Regions from separate parts of the Danio rerio genome. Here region 1 is linked to region 2. The links are chromatin contacts, called in public Micro-C maps. All regions are on one chromosome and are shown on one strand. The core of a region is the stretch at or near the end of the contact, and the rest is flanking DNA. Distances in the headings are between cores, read along the strand shown.

What was found. A called contact is a pair of places that touch in the nucleus more often than the background predicts.
Region 1: a contact with region 2 is called in a Micro-C map of caudal fin, with 2.7 times the contacts expected there. The contact joins the promoter of si:dkey-10p5.10 here to the promoter of cbx8b in region 2. A contact is called at or near these places in 3 of 18 Hi-C or Micro-C datasets (caudal fin, hematopoietic stem cells and an unstated tissue).

Annotation. Positions count from the first base shown.
Region 1 is chr6:24,540,403-24,544,181 of GRCz12tu, forward strand. It overlaps si:dkey-10p5.10 (a long non-coding RNA gene), which reads left to right and starts at 1,938. Exons shown (of 2, transcript NR_170261.1): 1 at 1,938-2,088.
Region 2 is chr6:24,378,825-24,382,720 of GRCz12tu, forward strand. cbx8b (chromobox homolog 8b) reads left to right here and starts at 1,848. Exons shown (of 5, transcript NM_001024415.2): 1 at 1,848-1,983; 2 at 2,105-2,148; 3 at 3,451-3,516; 4 at 3,593-3,659; 5 at 3,827-3,896. The coding sequence starts at 1,915.

The DNA.
Region 1 (3,779 bases), core at 688-3,187, 160 kb after region 2:
CCTGGACCTCCCAGAACTGGATCGACGTCTTGCGTGTGTGTGCAGAGGACTTCATTAAAACAAATTCCCTGACCTAGAACAAGCACTCATTTATACTAATATTATTAATAAACCATCTCTACTGTGAAACAATTGACACACTCAATCAATTGCAATGTTTATTTGTTTTTAACGAATTTCTCAAAATCAGAATTTATTCCACATTATATAGGCATTATATATATAGTTTTTTTTTTTTTTTTGTATATTATTTTGAGTTCTCATCTCAGCTGCAAAGAAGGGGTGAGGTAGAGAATGGATGTGGATCGAGCGGCTCCCTGTGGTCACGCCTGATATATCCAAAGACCATTGTTAATTTTTATTACATTATAACACAAATACAATAAGGCAAATTCCACTAACAACTTTTACCTACATTTACAGAACAGAACACAAATAATAATAATAACAGCCTTATAATAATAATAATAATTAGCCTACACGACAGGGTCTTCTATGAAAAGATTGTTTTAACTAAACAGTCTTCTTCCTAATTTTTGATTTCACCAACTTTAAAGATGTAGGCTACAGTATTACCAAAATTAATTTAGGAAAACCAAAACAATAGTTTTGTTTTAAGGCACTTGCATTTATGAATATAAAATTTCTGAATTTAAATATTATTTAATACAAAATTAATATTAACATCTTCCCCTTATAAACCAAATAAAATATTATTTTTAGAAAACTTGGAGACAACTTGAGAGAAACTTTTAGCCACTCAAATGAATCAGAGTAGAAGGTTAATAAACAGTGAAATAATAAATGTGCAGTCGTTTCAATGTCAACCTCACAAAATGTACAATTATTGTGATCAAAATTAAATCTATGTCTAAGAAACTCTGAAGATGGGAAAATATCATTGAATCTTTTAAAGTGTACTTCTTAGCTCTGGGAGGTATGGGGAAAGAAAGAAACATAGTTCTTAATCCAATATTAGAGCTCTTGGGGAAAAAATACACATTATTTCTACTAGCTTGTAATGGAAATTTATCTTGAGTTCAATGATCTTATTTTATTAGGTATTTCACTCTGAATAAAATCTTGTCCATTTATCAACACGATGAAGTGTCATTTATAATGGCGACCACATTAAACATCATTACAAATGCCTACGGAATAGATTTCAATATCCTGTTATAGTGCATGATCCCATTCAAAGTTAGATTTTTCACAAACATTTCTGTGACTCAGAACCTCACCCTCTTTGTTCTCTTTGTTTCTAAAAATGTACATATTGTTCCAAATTTTATTATGTGGGAAAAATTTATGTTTGTAAATTAATTTCCAGCATAAAAAAACCTGATCATGAAATTCTGATAATTTGACAGGGAGTTTCTGTATTGAAAAATCACAAGGTTATAGAGTTCACTTTTGAAAATATTATTTATAGATTATTTCTGGATATAGAAGCAGAAACTATTATCACTAGCGAAACATTTTTAGTTTTTGATGAATGAGTTATTTAATCTATGCCATTCATACAATCAAAATCTATGGACTGCAGACGTATTTATAATTTTCTAATATTGTTCCTTTTTCAACAAAACGAACTTTCCTCTTCCAAATAAAATGAAAATTCAACTCATTGAAATGGGAAGGGAACAGAGTAAACACATGGAAAAAGATTCCCCTTTTGTTAATAAAACTTTCAAAAATAGAGATTTCCCTTTGCAACCATTCATCCAGTCTAGTTTTAGGGATTACAACGCCAAGATATTTAAGCCTATATATATATATATAATATTGTATTTAAATAGAACATTTGCGTTTGCAAATCTTCTTTAACTTTCTGCGGCTGATCCTTCCCTCGATCTTGTCCCTGACCCCCATTATATTTAGTGACATTTATCGTTTGTCCACTGATTTATTAATTGATTCTCAAAAGAAGACACGCCCTCCACATGTCGTCATCACGCCAGCCCGGTCGGGCTTGCGGCAGAAGATCGTGTATTTTTGTCAAATGGTCTGTTATATTTTTACAGAATATTGTGTACGAATGATTGTTCACATTGCGTTGGTTATTCGGCTAACATCGACGATCCTTCGGTGAGTCTCCATGATTGTTTATCGCGTTGTTTGTGCAAGCAGGGATGTCAGCTGATGATTATGTTTGCCTGTGCATGTCTGACGCCGTTCATCATTTATAAAATGTCTTTTTATGCCTCCACCAGAACCTCTCTAATACTAGATCACATATATTGAATTCAAAGCAGCATGGATGGGGATTTTGCCAATTGAGAGATATATGCCTGGCCTTATAGGCAGAAAATGGCCTGTAAATCAGTGCAAAGTTGTTGTAACTTGCTGTCTCTCGTGGCTATTTTAAATTGATGATTACGTCGACAGTATTACTCTATTGTGTTTAAAATTAAGGTTAAAACGTTGATATTGTTGTGAAAGATGCCATGTCACGCTATGTAAACACGAATGGCTCACACTTCGTTATACTTGTAAATATGAAGAGTTGCCTGATGTAGCCTACCTGGGCTCAGTCATGTGTACATACAGTAACAGTATAAAACACTATTACGCTATAATAGCCACTAACACAATATAATCAAACATCATCTCTTTTCATTTGCAAGATTTCTTTGGGTGACGCAGAATGCATATTGCTATTGTGTATTTATATAAGAAAGGTAATGAACGCACCAACAGCAAAGACGTGTTATTTGTTTCATTAACTATTTTAAAAATGCAAATTAACCGAAAACAATTGTGCAGCTGCTCTTATAATGACATTATAGTCTCATTCTACAGTCACAAAATAATAGTGTAGCTAGAATTAACAGTGTCTTTATTTGTTGTGATGCAAAAATATACAACCTCGTGTCCTTTCTCAAATGCATTTCAATATAAAATTATGTTCCCTGTAAGTTGATTAACTGTAAAACACAAGATTGAAGATGGAATGTTTAGTTACCAAATAGTTATGTTATAAGTTTACTTCCATTGTGTGGATAATAAAAATAATAATAATAATATGATTAAAAATAAATGAGGGAGGGTCCATACAACATGTGTACAATATATGTAGTTTACAGTTCCTTTTAAACGGATTGATAGGCAAAGGCTCAAATGTTGTCCTAAACACACTGTAATCTCTCTAGTAAACAGTGAGGAGTTAGTAAGGTTAAGAGATGCTTGAAAACTGTAGTGTGTCAGCTGTGTTGGTCTTCTCGTATTAGGTCTGCACAGTATATCATTTCAGATATCGCAGTGTCACATCGCAGGATGTGCAATCTTGAGTTGGTTATATAGTTGATCAGACACTTCAGAACAGGCGATGAGCTTTGAAGAGCAAGTGCAGTTTATCCATAATAGAGCAAATTATTTTAAGTACTTTGACTGTTTGAGAATTTCAGGAGTTTAAAGCATGTATTTACAATAAAATAGTATCGTTTAAAACTTTAATAAAATGTTTTTTTAATGATTGATACAGTAAAGAGTTTATAATTTTACATTCGAATTTTCTTATTGTTTCAGTACCTGAACATTATTCAGGTAGTCCCCATAAATCCATTTTATTTGTTGCAATTTTATCTTTGCTTTGTTAAATTTATATATCATTGTAATTTATTTTATATTATGCAGATGTACTACATAAAGAATGCCATCTCAATCAATCTAAATTATTGAATAAAGCTATTCATCTCATCTGGGGAGAATTGTATAGCGCAGAAAAACAGAATATGGCAATGTCCGATTTTTCTAATATTGTGCAGCCCTACCTCTCA
Region 2 (3,896 bases), core at 598-3,097:
TTCAGACATCGTGGTTTTACATTAAGTATTGAAGATTTTAAAAACTACATTTATTGAACAAAAATAAATAATTTAACATCTTTATATATCACCCTTTAAAATATAAGACTGTTAGGCGATGGTTGCAATTTCATTGGCCATGCAATGGATGGAAACACAATAAAGATAAATAGTACTATATTATTAACTCATCATCTGCATTAGAATGTTTTTAGAGTGATTTAACAGATCATCTTCAAGACAGGATTTTCTGTATGAAATTTGTACAAAATGAATGCTAAAATGAAAGAGAAAGTCAGTTTAATGGTGAAGGGATTGATCAAATATGCCTATTGAAGTAAGGTTTGCGAAGAAATGTATTTCAATGTATTTTTGCCCATCCCTGCTGACAGCATAGTTCGATCACACAAATGGCGGCCGCACCACTGTTTGACATCTCATACGGGACCAATGAAAAGACAAAAAAAAAAACCTTCCTTAAAATATTTTTTGTGTTAATTTTTTGGAAGAGATAATATCCACAATAGGCTATTTGTTAGTTTTATTTGTAATAAAAAAAGGCTATTTTATTTGTTGTCACCAAAAAAATGTATAATTTGGCAAGCTATTCTCCAAAAAGGCTCTATAGTTGCTTTTTATAAATTGGCCTTGATTGGTTCATTACAAACAATCAACGAATATTTACATTAACATTATGGTTTATTAATAGCAATTATCTAGACTTGATAAACATAAATTGTTTAGGACTGCCTTTTCTATTTCCTTTATAGAATAATAATTTATTATTGTGCTGTATTTTTTATTTTAGGCGAGGCAGTGGCGCAGTAGGTAGTGCTGTCGCCTCACAGCAAAAAGGTCGCAGGGTCGCTGGTTCGAACCTTGGCTCAGTTGGCGTTTCTGTGTGGAGTTTGCATGTTCTTCCTGCCTTCGTGTGGGTTTCCTCCGGGTGCTTCGGTTTCCCCCACAGTCCAAAGACATGCGGTACAGGTGAATTGGATAGGCTAAATTGTCCGTAGTGTATGAGTGTGTATGTGAATGTGTGTGTGGATGTTTCCCAGAGATGGGTTGCGGTTGGAAGGGCATCCGCTGCGTAAAAACTTGCTGGATAAGATGGTGGTTCATTCCGCTGTGGCGACCCCGGATTAATAAAGGGTCTAAGGTGACAAGAAAATGAATGAATGAATTTTTTATTTTAAACCAAAATTTGACAATATTAATGAATGGAATATTATCATCGCTGTTTGTATTTTATTATAATGTCTCAATTACTTATGGCTGCAAAATAGCCTAAAGATATAACAAATAACCTATATGTATATGAAATGATTATATAAACCTGTCTATTTTTTTTTTTTTTCGAAAGGGAAATTTGAAATTAAAACTTCCAAGTGGACTAGCGTTACTGGATAACGTGTGATCATTTTCATGACATGGATTTTGTCGTAAGGCTACATGTAAAAAGGAGAATCTGATTTACGCGGAATACTCAGCAGAAAATTTGTTATTGGCAAATGACCTTTCAAATCTCAGATTGTGTTTGTTTAGAAAAGAAGAACTATAGGTAATCCTTCTTCTGTTTACGTTTATATGATTATACATCCCTATGTTCTAATTATAATGTAATTAATACGATTAAGTTTACCCTCTGTGGCGTTCACACTTCTTTTCAAACAGGTAGCCCCGCCTGTCCACTCCCAAAGCAAGCAACCTAGCAACAGCTGAGCCAATGATCGAAATGTTTCCACTTATGGTTTCCACCCTCAAGCGGTGCCAAGGCAACATGATAAAAAACGTGATGACGTCTGGTTGTGTGTGAGAGTATTATGGGCTGTGTGCAATTCTGAAGCTAGAGCAGTAGGCGGACAGAGCTTGCGCTCAGCTAGCTTCGCTGCAAGCTAACGGTAGAAGGAAAACATGGAGCTGTCGGCTGTCGGGGAGAGGGTGTTTGCTGCTGAATCGATCATCAAGAGACGAATACGCCGGGTATGTGTGGGGGAATGTTGTCCAAGAATGATGTCGACATATTCTGTAACGTTACATGTCTGCTCATGTCGTCGGCTTTCATTAGCGTTAACGATTTTTTTCTGTTTGACGGCACGCGCAGGGTCACATGGAATATCTCGTGAAATGGAAGGGTTGGTCACCTAAGTAAGTAATACCTATTTTGTCTGTTGTTCCTTGTTTTGGTGTTTTGTGACAGCGATGGCTGTCAGCCCTTCTAGATGTTGCGAGGGCCATATATTCTCATTGACAGGTTAGCTTCTGGTTATTGCTGCACACTGGTTTTGACAGATGACATGCTGCAACATTTAGCTGGCCCTGTCAACGGGTTATTCTAAAACACACAAGGTGAAAAACGCTTGACGTGGCTAATTGTACCTAAACATCAACCAGAAACCGAAATTTCCGTCCAACCTTATTTGTAATTAACACTATCTGTGAAAAAAGAAGTCGCAATTCCATAGATAGAGTGAACAATAACACATTTAAAAGGAAAAAGCATAACGTGTAGCTACCCGTACCTAAACAAAAAACACATTTATGTCAACTTTTACTTGTAAATAGTAACTAACTAACTTGTTAAATAATCAGAAGAATGAGCCCTGTTTTCACTTCTGAAGTGAGAACAATATTATGTTACACTTTCTCCCTGTAGGATGTTATTGGGGGGTCAGTGACATGAACACAAGAGCATTCCCTGACAGCAGAAAGTATTGAATTTTATTTTAATTTGTTTTACCCAGACAGAGTCACGTTAAGAATACTTAAAGTGATAATGTTCACTTTATGCACTAAATAGAAGCTTGATCTTTTGGCAGGAGAAAGTGTTTATTGTGAGTGTTTTTATAGAAATTTTGATTGTTTCTTGGTGGAACCACATCAAGCTTTTATAATGACTTTAATGGGGATAAAATGCTTAATGTGACATTGTTCACTTTATCTACGCAATTAAGGCTTAACCTTTTGGTAGTAGTTTGTGTTAATTACAAGTAAAATTTGATATATTTTTGGTTTTCCCCACATGGTAAGATACACTAAGCCATGCTATGCTGTTTACTTTTATAATGGACTTTAATATGAAGAAAATGCTAAATGTCATAGTTTTCAATCACAGAAATAAGAGCTCAGTCTTTTGACAACAGAAAAGTGTTTGTCATGAGTACAGTCTGATTGAAATTTTTAAGTGGTTTTCCCCACTTGTTGTTAAGGTACATTATGCCATGTTAAGCTTTTTTCTTATAATAGACTTCTGTGGTAGAAACATTTGATTTTTACATTAGTGTTAATTACAAGTCACGTTTGGCTAAAATTTGGGCTTCTCTTGTTGATGTTTAGGTACATTAAGCCATTAAGTTTTTTACAATGTCTCCTGCTAGCCTGGCAGTAAAGTGGTAGTTTAAATTTAGCCAAAGATCAACATTTATCACTTGAAACTTATTCTTTTCACAGGTACAGTACTTGGGAACCAGAGGAAAATATCCTAGACCCGCGTCTTTTCGTCGCATTTGAAGAGAGGTAATGGAAATGTAAAAATATAATTGATAATACAACAAAAAAAATTATTCACTCATGCTTTTGTTTTTTTATTCAGGGAGCGTGAGCGAGAAATATTTGGTCCCAAGAAACGAGGGCCAAAACTCAAGACTTTTCTCCTAAAGGTTTGTTTTTTAATTACATTATTTTTCAAGATATTTTTGGTGAAATTTATTTTTCTTGTTATGTTCACTTATCCTTGAGCTGTCACTAAGCTTTTTTATGTATGTAAAAAAGTCAGTATCTGTTCTGCACAGTATTCTGCATTAATCTTTAAAAATCCCATTTGCAGGCCCAAGCTAAAGAAAAGGCAAAGTCGTATGAATTTAGGAATGACTCAACTAGAGGCATTCATGTTACAT